3 separate regions of the Sus scrofa genome follow, and all the other regions are linked to region 2. The links are chromatin contacts, called in public Hi-C and HiChIP or PLAC-seq maps. All regions are on one chromosome and are shown on one strand. The core of a region is the stretch at or near the end of the contact, and the rest is flanking DNA. Distances in the headings are between cores, read along the strand shown. Region 1 holds the start of CYTH1 (cytohesin-1). Region 2 holds the start of USP36 (ubiquitin carboxyl-terminal hydrolase 36). Region 3 holds the start of TIMP2 (TIMP metallopeptidase inhibitor 2).

What was found. Hi-C and Micro-C count contacts between places; a contact is called where the count stands out from the background. HiChIP or PLAC-seq counts read pairs in DNA pulled down with a chosen protein or histone mark.
Region 1: a Hi-C map of liver shows a contact between it and region 2, with 7 times the contacts expected there. The contact joins the promoter of CYTH1 here to the promoter of USP36 in region 2. A contact is called at or near these places in 1 of 5 promoter capture datasets (liver), 4 of 47 Hi-C or Micro-C datasets (blood, embryonic fibroblasts, liver and 1 more) and 2 of 2 datasets of contacts at active chromatin or transcription factors (alveolar macrophages and skeletal muscle).
Region 3: a contact with region 2 is called in an H3K27ac HiChIP or PLAC-seq map of skeletal muscle. The contact joins the promoter of TIMP2 here to the promoter of USP36 in region 2. A contact is called at or near these places in 3 of 47 Hi-C or Micro-C datasets (blood, embryonic fibroblasts and fibroblasts) and 2 of 2 datasets of contacts at active chromatin or transcription factors (alveolar macrophages and skeletal muscle).

The regions. Positions count from the first base shown.
Region 1 is chr12:3,354,813-3,359,714 of Sscrofa11.1, forward strand. It overlaps CYTH1 (cytohesin-1), which reads left to right and starts at 1,453. Exons shown (of 13, transcript XM_013989851.2): 1 at 1,453-1,573. The coding sequence starts at 1,552.
Region 2 is chr12:3,306,631-3,311,472 of Sscrofa11.1, forward strand. It overlaps USP36 (ubiquitin carboxyl-terminal hydrolase 36), which reads left to right and starts at 2,546. Exons shown (of 22, transcript XM_021066521.1): 1 at 2,546-2,665.
Region 3 is chr12:3,253,111-3,257,858 of Sscrofa11.1, forward strand. TIMP2 (TIMP metallopeptidase inhibitor 2) reads left to right here and starts at 1,684. Exons shown (of 5, transcript NM_001145985.1): 1 at 1,684-1,830. The coding sequence starts at 1,698.

The sequences.
Region 1 (4,902 bases), core at 203-2,702, 47 kb after region 2:
TGATGGGATGTAACAATTAGGATTCCTCAGGCTGATGTGTTGAAATCCATCTCATCTAACAAAAATATTGTCCGCGGTGGAGAAGCCGAGTGCACGGTGACAGATCTGTCACTTCGGAGATCAATATTGGGCAGAAGCCCGGATTTTACAGGCAGAGGCTGTGTTCTAGGAGTGGGAAACAGGTCCGGGGAGTCGAGCTGTTTGCCCAGGTCATAAGGCAAATAGGAAGCAGATGCAGAAAGTTTCCTCATTCATTTATTCCTTCTGCATGAGAGGAATTACTTTTCTTTGTTGTCTCCTGGGAGGCATATTTTAGGGCTGTCTGGCCAGTAAGGAAACAGGCTGCTGAGACAGGTATTGCAATCCAGGTCTTGTGACCTTTAAGGGACATTTCTGGGGATTTGGGTTGTGCTTTCCTCCAGCAGCTCCGGGGTGCAGCACGTCATGCTGCGTGTCCAGAGCTGTGCACACCAGGAGGAGCCTGGACCTCCCTGTGCGATGAGTGATTTTGATGTCCCTTCCAGCTGAGGCACTTGTAATTTTTATGGGTAACACCAAACCAAGGAAGAGTGACTGCAACTGGGAGTGGCTGGAAAAATGGCGTTTTTCTTCACTTTTCTAAATTAAAAATTGCAGAGGTCCCCACCCCCAGGTGCAGAGCTCAGGCCCATGCTCAGCAAAGGGGGGCAGCTCAGTTTACTGGTGGGAGGGGACTGGTCTGCAAAGTGCAGGCAAATGAAACATGCAGGGAACAGTCTAGAAACTCGTGAATTTAAGAGGCACAGGAATCAAGGTCTCCGAAAGCCTTCATGGCTCAGAGACGAGGTGCTTCCCTTTGAAACTAGATCTGGTAAATAAAGACAAGTAAAAGAAAGTATGAGACTGGGATCTCATGACAGTCACAGTACTAAGATTCAGACCACAGTAATAGTGAATTCAAATATTCTGGTCTTTGGCCAAGGGCCAGGCTCCTCTGGCAATCTGGGCGGGCCTGACCTGCGAAGCTGACGTCAGCGAGGGCCACCCTGCCCTTCAGTGGCCGGACACGACCTTGGGCCTTTGTGGGCGGCCTGGCTTGGGTTGTGTCGCTGGGGCCAGCTCTGCCCTTGCGAAAGCCGAAACCTGCGGGGCCTCCGGAGGCGGCCGGGGCGGGGCTGGGGCTGGGGCGTGGTCGGGGCGGGGCCTCTGGCCAAGGGGCGCGCCGGGGGCGGGGCCTGGGTGGGCGAGCCTACGCAGGAGCGGGCGCTCTAGAGGACGCAGCCCCGGCAGCCCCGGCGGCGCGCGCGCGAACGGCGGGGGCGGGCCTGCGGACCCGGGGGCGGGGCCTGGGCGGGCGCGCGTGCGCAGGCGCCGGCCGGGAAGCGGCCGCGTGCAGGGGAGTGTGTGTGTGCGCGCGCGCAGGCGGCAGGCGGGGCGCCCCGCGGGAGGCGAGGGGCGGGCGGCGGGCGCGGGGCCGGGGGCGGGGCTCCGAGGCGGGCTGGGCTAGTGGGGCCGGGAGCGACGGGACCAGGGGCGAGCGGCGAACCGGGCGTGGAGCTCGGCCCCGGCACCATGGACGAAGACGACAGCTACGGTCAGTATGGCCCGTGGCCCGACCGGCAGACGCCCTCTTTCTCGCTTCCTCTCTTCTCCGGCCCGGCGCCCGGCCGCGCCTCTGGCGGCTCGCGTTTCCCGGGGACGGTGGTGCCGGACGGGAGCCCGGGGCAGCAGGGCCGGGCGGTGGCCTCCGCAGGGCAGGGGTCCGCGGTGGCCCGGAGGCGGAGGGCTGAGGGACGCTGAGGGGCCGGCGTCGCAATGTCCGGGTCTCCAGGGCGGGCGCCGGGGGTCGCCGGGCTGGGGTCTCTGGGGCCGTGGTCGTGGACCGGGGTCTCAGGGCCCGAGTGTCCAGGGTGGGGATCTTCGGGCCGATGCTGGCGAGGCGGGGATCTCCGGCCTCCGGTCTCTGGGACGTGGGTCTTAGGGCCCGGGGTCTCTGGGGCGAGGGTCACTGGGTCTGGGTCCCGGGGGCGAGGGTCGCCGGGGCGAGGATCTCGCGGCGGGGGTCTCGGGCTGCGTTCGCAGAGCGAGGGTCGCGGGGCCGGGGTCTCGGGCTGGGTTCGCAGAGCGAGGATCTCGGGGCGGGGGTCTCGGGGCCGGGGTCTCGGCGGGGGTCGCGGGCCGCTATCCGGCGCGGGCCCGGCCGTCCTGCAGCCCCACCGCGGGCCTCAGCGATCGCTCGAGTCCCCGCGGGCGCGTTCTCCGTAGTTTCCGGCCCTTTCGGTGTTCGCAAGTTGTGTGCCCCGGTCCAGGTCTTTGTTCAGAGCGAAAATGAGAAAACAGAGCCAGCGAACCCGTAGTGGGCAGGCTGCGACTTGAGGGTGCCGTCGGGGCCAGGACCCCGGCCACCCCCGATCGCTGACCGCTGTTGCGTGTGAACTGGCTGCTGGTACGAAACTCCTGCCGGGGAAGCCCGACGGGCGCGGAGTAACCCAAGTTTGCTTTCTTGTCTGCGCACAGAGACGCGGCATCGTAATCACACAACACAGAGAAAACTTGACAAAACTACCATTTTGCAAATCCTCCTCCAGCTAAGCTTACCCTGGAAGCTCTTGGCCAGCGGCAGGGCATTCCTCCCGCAAATAGCTCCAGATCGTGGGGTGCTGCAGGTTCCGTGAGATGCTTTAGTTAAGTCACTGACCATTTTGTTTATAGGAAATTAAAGAGTGGCCTATAGAAGGAGTGGTGAACTTTTGTCGTTTAGTGGCAGAGTTTGAAACGCTTATGAGGCTAAATGGAACCCAGTCCTGCTTTAGTGACAAAGCGACATAGGCAGCGTTTGTTTCTTGAATTCTGAGGGAGCAAGCTTTGTCAGTGGGCTAGGTTATAAATGTGAATGGTGAAGCATGTGGCTATGGTTTTCTGTTTATTTATGGGTAAGTTGTTGAGGAACTGCTGACGCCAGAAGGGTGGACCCTCAACCGTGAGTGGCAGACGGCAAGGGCCGCTGCTCTCAAAACCCGCTGTGGCCTGAGGTCCACAGCCCATGAGGGGTGGTACCCATCCCATGTCCCCTTGTTTCCTTACAGGTAAAAGCAGTATGTGCTGTTTGTTCTGTGATTGGGAAAAAAAAAAAAAAAAAATCACTAGACCGTAATGGGAAAGAATTAAAAAAAAGTGTGTGTCTCTGAATCACTTTGCTGTACAGCAGAAATGAACACAACATTGTAAATCAACAATAATGCTTCACCTTAAAAAAGATTTAAAAAAGGATTGAAATAAATGTGAAATTCTCTAAAAAAGAAAAAAAAAAAAAAAAAAAAAGACCCTCTGGCGGGGCGCAAAGGATTTTTTGGCCCCTCCGGGCTTCTCTCTTTCTGCCCACCCGGAGAAGCCTTCTCCAGCTTGGCCTGCTGCTGTTTTCTGTGCTGTTGCTTTCTGCCGGATCTCAGAGATCGCAGTGTTCTTCTCCCAGGCTTTCTTCATGCTCGCTCCTGGGGTTCTGACCCACCGGGCGAGGCAGGAAGCTGTTGGTCTGGTTGCCTTTAACACAATGACTGCCCTGCCACCAGGCATGACATGAGTTTGTGCTTGGAAGAGGTGAAGGGAGGCAGGCTGTACTTGTTTCCTGTGGTGACTCTAACTTGGTGGCTTACAACAACGTACATTTGTCTTAGAGTTCTGGAGGTCAGAAGTCCACATTTGGCCTCCCTGGGCTGAAATCAAGGTGTTTCTAGGGCTGTGCTCCTCTCTGAAGGTCCCAGGGGAACATCTGTCTCCTCGCCCTTTCCAGCGCCTGGAGGCTGCCCACGTTGCTTGGCTGGTGGCCACCTTTCATCTTCAGAGCCAGCAGGTAGCATCTTCTCATTTCTCTCTGACCTCTGCTTCTTCTAATGAGGACCTTGTGCTGCCCTGGACCCCCTTGGATGAGGATAAGGACCCGAAGCCTTAATTCTGCGCTGGTTAATCCCCTTTTGCTGTGTAGGGGTAACGTACTCACAGGCTCTGGGACATCTTTGGGGGCTGGCTGACCCCGGGGAAAGATGAAGAAGCTTTTGCTTTCTCTTTATACAATTCAAAAAAATTATATTCTTTGTATTTTGGAGGAACCAGAAAGGTTGAATTAGAGAAGATTTCCCCACCCAGAGGTTTACCACTGGAAAAGTACCTAATAGCTCAGGGTGATCGTAGGAAGATTTTCGGTTCTTTAGGCTTTGCCTCCATCTCCACAACCTTCCATTTCCCTTATGGGTTGTTGTTTTTTCTTTAATGGCCACACCTGTGGCATATGGACGCCCCGAGGATCAGATCTGAGCCACAGCTGTGACCCAAGCCGCTGCAGGCAGATTCTTTTTTTTTTTTTTGCTTTTTAGGACGGATGGACGTTCCCAGGCTAGGGGTCGAATCGGAGCTGCAGCCGATGGCCTACACCACAGCCACAGCCACACCAGATCCTTAACCCACTGAGCGAGGCCAGGGGTGAACCTACGTCCTCATGGATAGTAGTTGGATCTGTTTCCGCTGAGCTGCAGCAGGTACGCCCCGTGCTGAGGACTCTTAAAGCACTAGAACGCCGTGTCCGGGGTTTCCCTCTCACCTTCCACTGCTGGGTCCTGGTCCTGGGTCAGCCTAGGACAGGACCAGGGTTGGTTGGTGGGTTGGTTGGTTTTTCTCCTTTTCTTTTTTGGCCACCCCTTGGCATGTGAAGTTCCCAGGCCAGGGGTCAGATCCAAGCTGCAGTCGTGACCTGTGCCACAGCTGCAGCAACGCCGGATCCTTTCACCATTGTGCTGGGGCCAGGGATCAAACCTGCGTCCTGGGGCTCCGGAGACTTTGTGCCACAGCAGGAACGCCCAACCACGGTTGTAACATTGTATCTTTGGGGAAAGGGGTTATGATTTCCTAGCTACCACCTTGGTATAAAGA
Region 2 (4,842 bases), core at 1,296-3,795:
CATGTCCCCACATTTTTATTTTTATTTATTTATTTTTGCTGTTTTCAAAAGTAATTTATTTTCCATTAATTTTGAACAAACAACTTTACAAACATAAAAACATGTCTTATCTCTGGAGTAAATATATTCCTACATAGTAATGTTGACATCTTTTTTTTATTATATTCCCTTTTTATTTTTATTTTATTTTTTTTGTCTTTTGCTATTTCTTGGGCCGCTCCCGCCGCATATGGAGGTTCCCAGGCTAGGGGTCTAATTGGAGCTGTAGCCACCGGCCTACTCCAGAGCCACAGCAATGCGGGATCTGAGCCACGTCTGCAACCTACACCACAGCTCACGCCAACGCCGGATCCTTAACCCACCGAGCAAGGGCAGGGACCGAACCCGCAACCTCATGGTTCCTAGTCGGATTCGTTAACCACTGCGCCACGACGGGAACTCCTATTCCCTTTTTAATAGACTATTTTTTTATTGTTACTTTCCCAACACAATTTTTTTTTTCATTGTACAGCATGGAGACCCAGTTACACATACATGCGTACATACTTTTTTCTCCCATTGTCGTGCTCCGTGGTATCCAGCCATAGTTCTCAGTGCTACACAGCAGGATCTCATTGTTAATCCATTCCTTAACCCCAAGCTCCCACTCCCTCCCACTTTCTCCCCTCCCCCGGGGCAACCACAAGTCTATTCTCCAAGTCCATGATTTTCTTTTCTGTGGAAAGATTCCTTTGTGCTGTGTATTAGATTCCAGTTACGGAGTTCCCGTCGTGGCGCAGTGGTTAACGAATCCGACTGGGAACCATGAGGTTGTGGGTTCGATCCCTGCCCTTGCTCAGTGGGTTAACGACCCGGCGTGGCCGTGACCTGTGGTGTAGGTTGCAGATGCGGTTCGGATCCCACGTTGCTGTGGCTCTGGCGTAGGGGGGTGGCTACAGTTCCGATTCGACCCTTAGCCTGGGAACCTCCATATGCCGAGGGAGCGGCCCAAGAAATGGCAAAAGGACAAAAAAAAAAAAAAAATTCCAGTTATAAGTGATATCATACAGTATTTGTCTCTTTCTGACTTACTTCACTCAGTATGAGTCCCTAGTTCCATCCATGTTGCTGCAAATGACATTACTTCGTTCTTTTTTATGGCTAGGTAGTATGTCTCCATATTTTTAATCACTCATTTATGCATTGTATCAGGACTGGAATAATGAGAAAGCCTTGAGTCGTTGTTTTAGGGCACAGAGAGGACTCAGGGACAAATCCCAATCTGAATCTCTGTAGTTGAGGATTCTCAGAGACAGGGTAGAGCGTAAACTCAGGCTCCTGTGAGTTTGTTTATGCTTGTCTGCTTTTTCAACACCCCCCACACCAAGTAATAACTACCGGTGGATTTTGTTTCTTTTTCTTTTTTTTTTTTTGCTATTTCTTTGGGCCGCTCCCGCGGCACATGGAGGTTCCCAGGCTAGGGGTTGAATCGGAGCTGTAGCCACCGGCCTACGCCAGAGCCACAGCAACGCGGGATCCGAGCCGCGTCTGCAACCTACACCACAGCTCACGGCAACGCCGGATCGTTAACCCACTGAGCAAGGGCAGGGATCGAACCCGCAACCTCATGGTTCCTAGTCGGATTCGCCAACCACTGCGCCACGACGGGAACTCCGATTTTGTTTCAATTATACCCATCCTCTCCCACCATCCCTGCTTGAAGGACTGTGCGGAAAGGGGGCATGACAACTAGGTCTGGGTTTCTAGTTGGTTCACCCAGGAACCCGCCCAGCCCACCCTTCACACTTGTCAGCAGTTGGGTCGTGTACTCCTTCTAGGAAACGTCGTTTACTGTGAAATAACAATCATCTTTTGCTTCTATGAGAGTATCTGGAGGTCAGGCCACGAGCAGCGCTCTCTTCACGTGCTCTGGGGAACCCGACGGAAGGCAATCCGGCGGATTCAGGTGAAAGACATTTTTAAAAATACTGTAAAAGCAAAACGTGTTTGCAAACATTCAACCAATTCAAACCTTAACTGTAGTCAGGAAGACTCTTTTGGAGGAAGGGAGTGGAGTCTGGGAATTGCGCGAGGCCCCGCACTCTGTAAAGGTCATTCGCCCTCACTTCCGACCCCTTCATCCCAAGAGCTCTTTGCTCCGCCACACCAGGCTTTACTGGGCCTGTAGCCCTCTTCTCGCCCGGCAAGTGTCTTGGTTATTAAAGGCCTCAGAGGGTGCGAGCCAGGGCCACGCGCGCCCGTCCGGACAGTGCGCAAGAAGGAAGGTCGGACGCCGCCACAGGTGCGCCCAGCGCGCCAGACCCGGAAGCAGGCGCCTCACGTGCTTTTCCGGAACTCGCCCGGCAAGGGCCTAGAGGGCGGGACGACTCCCGCTCTACGTGCTTGCGTCACCGCGTAGGCTCGCGGAGCGCGGATAGGGGAGATGACGTACAGGGTGCGTATAGCGGCTGTGGGCGGGCCCAGGGAATGGGGTCCAAGCTAGCCCCGCCTCTTAAAGCTGCAGAGGGCTTTAGGGGTTCCGCCGCCCGGGCTGCGAGTCGCTGGCGCCTTTAAGCGTCATCGTGACACGTGTGTGAGGCGCCGGAGGCCCGGATGGTGCGTGTGCGGGGCCGTGCAGAGTAGACGCCAGCGCCGCGGGCCTGCTTCCCGGCCTGCCGAGGGCCAGGTAGGTTGGGGCTGGGTCGGGGCAGCGCGCAGACCGGGTGGAGGGCTTCAGGCAGGCGGGGCGTGGGAAGGTGCAGTCCGATGCGGCGTGCGCTGGGAGGGTTCTGGGGACACTTGAGTGCTCGTCTGCGAGGGACTGTGGGTTCCACGGGGAGGTCGTGAAGCTGCGCAGTCCCCACAGGCTGCGCGTCCACGAGCGGTTCCGGAGCCCACGGAGAGGCCCCAGGGTTGCGCGTCCGCGAGGGGCTCCGGGGTCTAGAGGAAGGCCTCGGGCTACGCGGTCCGCGAGGAGCTCCAGGGCCGACGGGGAGACTTGTCCAGGACTGCTCTCTGCTCTTCTCCGCACACCTGGGCCGACCCTTGGTGGAAGGGAGAGCAGCCCTGGCCAGGAGCCCACGCTGCTGTCGATGTTGGGCTCAGTCGTTACATGCAGAAGCGTCTTTTATGCAGGATTCAGACTTCCAATGGAGTGACCTAAGTCAGAATCATGGGAAGGGCGTTCATTTGGTAGTTGAGCTGAGTTCTGTCTGTTTCCTTTTAGTAAGAGATGTGGAGAAAGTAGCTTTCCTCATGGTCGTGGTGGACGTGAGGACTCGGTACAAGATGTGTTTCTTAAATACTCATTTCTTTGGTCACGTAGCATTGGGTCTCCCCTGGGGTTCCAGGAGCGAGACTAGCATCCTCAAACCAAGACAGATGAGAGAGGAAAGCATCGTGGTCCTGACACAGTCCACTGTCTCCGAGGGATGCAGACAATCAGGCCTCCGAGGAGAGGGGAGCTCAGCTTGCTCCCTCCTGGCTGCGGCCTGCTGTTTGCTCTGCAGAAGAGCCCTCCGAAAGAGCCCCAGGGAGGCCCCAGCCCCTGGTCCGGAGCTCCTCCCTGCCAGCACGTGGTTGACGCTGCCAGTCTTGGGTGCAGTTTATACTGGAAAAGTGCATTTAAAGGGAGGGAAGGGAAAATGTGCTTGAATGGCGACTGTTTGGAGGAAGCTTTTGAGTCGAGGTAGAAACAAGCAGGGGTAAGTGTGAGATGTTTATGAACCACAGGAAACGGACAGGAGAGGGTATCCTTTCTGAATTTTGAAGAGCCTCTTATCCAGTGTTGCATCAGAGGCTTTGCCGACGGCGTTCCCATTGTGGTTCATTGGGTTACAAACCCAGCTGGTATCCATGAGGACGTGGGTTCGATCCCTGGCCTCGCTCGGTAGGTTGAGGATGTGGGGTTGCCGTGAGCTGTGGTGTAGGTCCCAGATGCACCTCCGATCCCGCGTGCCTGTGGCCGCGGTGTAGGCCGGCAGCTGCAGCTCTTATTCAGCCCCTAGCCTGGGAACCTCCACGTGCCTTGGGTGTGGCTCTGAAAATGGGGGGAAAAAAGACCTTGCTGACGATGACAAGGACCTTTTTCTCTCGCATGCTGTACCTCAGAGGTCCCATTCGGGTTGTCGCTTAATGTTTCCGGTGGAACTGGTGATGTAGAGGTTTGATCTCTGTGTCAAAACTTGGAAAATTGTGTTTGCTCAAAGTCTCTGCGTCCACACTGAGGAGGGGACTGTGTGGAACTTGGGTGTTCTTTAAGGTATTTATCTCAAATTGGGTTAAATCTCCCAAGTGCTGTTTAATCCTCTGCCTTCCCCCGCCCACAAGCCCACGCCCACAACGGAGTCCTCCCCTGTCCTCTGCAATGTGTGATCTTGTAGGGGTTTTCCTAAGACCGAAACGGGTTGTCTGCACTCTGAGATCGTGTCAGTTACGCCCTTTTGGGGGCGGGAGGGGCCCTGCCCTTGGTATGCAGAAAGTTCCTGGACCAGGGATCAAACTCCAGCCACAGATTGAAATCCTTAATTTACTGAGCCACCAGGGAGCTCCACTGTGTCTTTTTTGTTTGTCTGTGCTAATGTGCTTTGATGTAGGGACCTCAGATGTGATGTGTCGGAAACTGGTGGCAGAGTGGTGTGGGGCAGGAAAGGGGTCAGGGCTGGTCCTGGTGGTCAGTCCTGAGGCTGAAGGAGGGAGGGAAGCTCGGCTCGTCCCTGCACTGTTCTGGTTACATTGTGTCTGGATGTTTTCACAGTGAAGAGTTTGAAGTACTTTCATTTTCTGGAATCATAGTGGTTGTGGATGGTAACTAAAGAAGAAGAACAAAACCCGGGATTTAGCAGAGTGAAGATTTGGCCGCTC
Region 3 (4,748 bases), core at 434-2,933, 54 kb before region 2:
TCTGCCTATTTGACTTGGTTCCAAGTTGTCTGTTGCAAAGCACGCATAAACAGAAAGAAACTGTTTTTCCATTCTTTCAATATTTTCCAGTTTCATATCTCGAGTCAGCATCACACAGCTTAGCGGGTGATTATTCTTTAATTATGTCTTTATTCTTCGGTTTACAGCTCTGCAGCTCGATTACAAACATCCTGCGGGCAAGAATGAAGCTCTCTGTGCAACAGTGCCCACCACAGAAGGGGCTCATAGGCAGACGGGGTGGGGGGGGGTGTCACATTTCCTGATGGATGCCTCCTAAGACCCTCTGCCTTTCTTGGAACCCAGAATTGTTTTGGGAAAAGTCCTTCAGCTCCCACGCTTGTGGGCTAAGGGAGGAACCATGAGCAGGGCCCAGAAAATGCCTTCATCCAGTCCTTCAGGCTCCTGGGCTTCTGGGCCCAACCACCCCCCTTGCTGGCTGGTTAAAAATATGGCCAGTTTATGAATCCCGTTTTGGAGTTCCCTTTGTGGCTCAGCGGTAACAAACCCGAGTAGCAGCCATGACGACGCCGGTTTGGTCCCTGGCCCTGTTCAGTGGGTTAAGGATCCAGCCTTGCGTTGTGGTGTATGTGGCAGACCCTACTCAGATCCCCTGTGTGGCTGTGGCTGTGGTGTAGACTGGCAGCTGTAGCTCTAATTTGACCCCTAGCCTGGGAACTTCCCCGTGCCTCGGGTGCGGCCCTAAACAAACAAACAAACAAACAAACAAAACCCTGGTTTGCTCCTGGTAACCACTCTGCCTCTCCCTCTAACTCCGCTGGCTAAGCGCACTTAAAATTCTAAGGCCTCCATTTGAAAAGGAGTCCTTGGTAAGTTTCAGGCCACCCAGCCACAGGGAGCAGGGGGCGGGGGCAGGGCGAGGGGCGGCCGAGAACGACCCCTGTTCCAAAGCGCACATCCTTTTTCTCTTTCAGTCTCTGGCTAGAATCTCAGCGCCCCCCGGGGTGGAAGGGAATCAGGCAGTGTACACCTCCTGTGCCCAGCTGGAGGGGAAGGGCTGGTGGGTGTGCCGCCTGATGCCCTGGAGGGGTGGGCTGCGAGTCCCAGGTGCTGAGTCAGGCTGTGTGGGGCGCTGTCCGCGCCGCAGCACCCCCTCCCCCAACCCCTGGCGATTCGGGAGCCTGCAGGGTGCGGTCCCGGGCGGGGGGAAGCCAGGTGCGCAGCGGCGGGCCGGGGGCCGGGCCGGGCTGGGAACAACAAAAGCCGGGCTTGGGGGAGGGCCGGGAGGCGCGGGAGGCGCGCGGGGAGGGGAGCTCCCGGGGCCGTCATTGGCCGCCCGCCACCGGGGGGCGGAGCCAAGGAGCTAAGTATCGCAATAAAAGGCCGGCTCGGCCCGCGCCCGCGGCGCACACATCCATAGAAGGCAGTGGAGCCGCCGGGACCCAGGCCGCGGCGCGCCCGCCTGCTCGTTCGCCCGCCGCCCGCCGCCCGCCGCCCCCGCCCGCTCTCTCCTCCGCGCCGCGGGCCGCACCCCGCGCCCCTCGCCGCGCCCGCGACCAAGAGCCGAGAAAGTTTGTGCGGCAAGTGCGGGCCAGAGCGGAGGGCGCGCCCGCGGAGCGCCGCCGAGACCCGCGCGGCCCCGGCCGGCGAGAGGGGAGCTCCCCGAGCCCAGGCGGCGGCGGCGAGCCCGAGCCCGCGCCCCCCGCCCCCCGCCCGCCATGGGCGCCGCGGCCCGCAGCCTGCGGCTCGCGCTCGGCCTCCTGCTGCTGCTGGGGACACTGCTCCGCCCGGCCGACGCCTGCAGCTGCTCCCCCGTGCACCCGCAACAGGCGTTTTGCAATGCAGACGTAGGTAAGGACCGCGACCCCGCCCCGGCCCGGTGCCCACCGCCCCCGCGGGCCGCGCGGGACCCCCGAGGTTTCGCCGGCGCCCCGCCCGCCCGGCCGCATCTTGCAGAGGGACCCAGCGCCCGCCTCCTGGGCCTCGGTGCCTTCTAGAATCCTGCAAGTTGACGCCAAAATCGTACTTTCTTTTCCCCCTTCCTTCTCTCCCTTTCTTTTCCTCTCTGCCGAGATGCTTCTCAACCTCAAAATTCCACCGAAATTCCGCTGCAGCTCCAGCCCCAGAAAAGGGAGCCAGGGAACGGATCGGGTTTTGGCAGGCGGAGGGCCCTGGGATGCCAGCGCGGGGGTGGGGAGAGTGGGGGACACGGCGTGGGGGTGGGAGGACTGGGGACCCCGGGAGGAAACTTTCACAGGTGAAATGAAATGGGAGTTGGGCTCCTCTGGGCTTGGAGCTGGGTGGGGAAGGGCTGCACCAGCGGGGCCTCTCCCACCAGCCCCATTTGGGGCTGGTCAGATCAGGCTGGCCAGGACGGAAGCTTCCCTCTCCTGGGCAGGCTCCCCTGGCCTCCGAGGGGTAGGGAGAAAGATGGGCAGAGCTCCAGGGCGGGCTCCTTGCTCCATACCCTGCATCCAGGGACAGGCAGGAGCGTCCTTGAGTGGTGACTGCTTTTTCAGGACATTCACACAAATTGGGGGCTCTGGTGACTGGAGGCTGAGATAGGGCTGTATGGCTGCTTAGAGGCCCCAGCAAGTATCTGTTCCCCTCAGGGCCCCTTGCCCCCCCAGAGATGGGAGCTCTCCAGGGAAGGAGAGCTTGGTTATTTGTTGATCCCCAGAGGGGCAGGAGACAGAAGCAGGGAGAATGCAGCAAAAACGGGAGGAACCACCTGGGCCCCAGCGGTTCCCAGCCAGCTCTGGTGCTCGCAGGCCCCCTGTGCCCTGGTGATGGTCAGGCGGTTTTTCCCGAGGCACGCTGCCTTTAACCAGAAGGACAGATGCACAGCAGGTGGGCCTCTGCGGCTGCTTCCAACAGGTTTTTTTCAGCTTCTAAGTGTCAGCCAGCAGAGCATCTTGTTGCCAGGCCAGGTGTGGTGAGGCTGGGCCACACTCACGTGGGCCGACTCAAAGCCAGGGTCTGTGGGTTTCTCCTCCTGTCAGCCATGCCCCTCTGATCTCCCCACACTCCCCTGCCTCCTCCCCGGCTCCTGGCCACACCCCAGTTGGCCCCTGGAACTGCCACCACCGCCTGGCTTGGGAGGTCTTCAGGCACAACACGTAGCTCAGGCCACCTGCGCGTGGGGCGAGGTGTGTGCTTGCCTTCCGCAGAACTCGAATTGGGGCAAGTCGAGTCTGTCCTCCAGTTTGGAGAAGATTTGCAGGAGGAGGAGAGGCTCCTCCCAGTGGGGGGGCCGGGACTGGCCCTCCCGTGGGATGTCATGTCGCCTGGGGGTCCAGGCCTGGGCAGGCCCCTCGCTGAGAGAGAGGCTGCGGTCGGGGCAGAATCAGGCCCAGGCCCCGAGGGAACCCATGGCTCGGAAGACACTGGGGTCGAGGGGGCCAAGAGGGAAGGGGCTGGGCCTGGGGACCACCTTACACCCCTCAGCTGCGCGGAGACAGTGTCCAGCCAGCCGCTCCCATCCTTGTCCAGCATCAGCCAAGGTTTCTGCTTTGGGTTTGGATCAAGGGCAGCAAAGGTCAGGGTCCAGGAGACTCCGTGAGTCTGCAGGCTCCTTCTTGCTTGGCGCGTCACCCTCTCTTCCACCTGCACCTCCTGACATTTGTGTCCAAATCATTTGCAGCAAAATCATAGCCGAGCCCACACTTTTAACCCCAGCCCAGCCCAGCGGTCCAGCCAGGCCAGCCGAGGCCAGACTCGTGCTGCAGAGCCCAGTACATGAGATTCCTGTGGCTGCTGCAACAAGTGACGGCAGACCGGGAGCCCTAGACCATAGGCACTGATTCTCTCTCAGTCTGCAGGGCCTAAGGGCCAAGGTGAAGGTGCTGGCAGGGGACGTCCCTTTGGAGGCTCTGAGGGGGTCTGTTCCCAGTCTCTCTCCTGGTGGCTCCGGGCCACCCTTGGTGTCCCTTGGCTTATGGACACGTCGCTCCAGTCGCTGCTCCATTCCCTCGTGGCCCTCTTCTCTGCCTGCCCGTGTCTTCTCCTCTTGTACCAGTCATTGGATTCTGGGCCTGCCCTAGTCCCCTGTGACCTCGTCTTGTTCACATCTGCAATCCCCTACTTCCAAATAAGGCCACATCCCCAGGTTCTGGGTGGACGTGAAGTTGAGGGGGATGCTGCCCAGGCTCGTTCCACACGCAGCCCTTCTGTGCTCGTTCCACCCCGGATATGCTGCTGAGACCTCCCAGGGTGTGGGCCCCGGATGGCCGTGGAGCAAGCCCTGCAGAAAAAGCAGTGGCCTTTCCATGCCTGCTTCTCCTTTAGGTGCTGCAGGCTCGGTGATGATTCCCGCTCCGGCCGAGAGCGGCGTTGCCTGGGGTCTGGATCTCTTTGCAGATACCGAAGGTCTGGTTCAGATCTTGGCTTTTGTAATTTTAAAGCCCTCCAGGTGACTGTGCCATCGAGGCAGTGGCCCAGGAGTCTGGGAAAGGCAATGGCCTGTTGCACGTTGGGGTCCTTGAAGACTGGCCTTCTGCAGTGTGCTGGCTCCTTTCATTGTTGGCTGGATGCGGGCTTGTTAAATGGCTTGGTGTCTGCAGGAGGCAGTCGGCCTAGGAAACAGTCATATTTCTGTCTGCCTGTGTGAGGGTTTCTGGGAGGCATCTCCTTAGCTCTCGCAGCCTGTGGGAGTGGAACCCTGGTTGGCAAAAAGAGTTTAAGATTAGGTTGTGAGGTTTAGGGTGAAGGGGGGAGGAGGGGAGCGGGGCTCCTCCTGGAAGGCTCCTTGTCCTTTCCAGGAAAGCGAG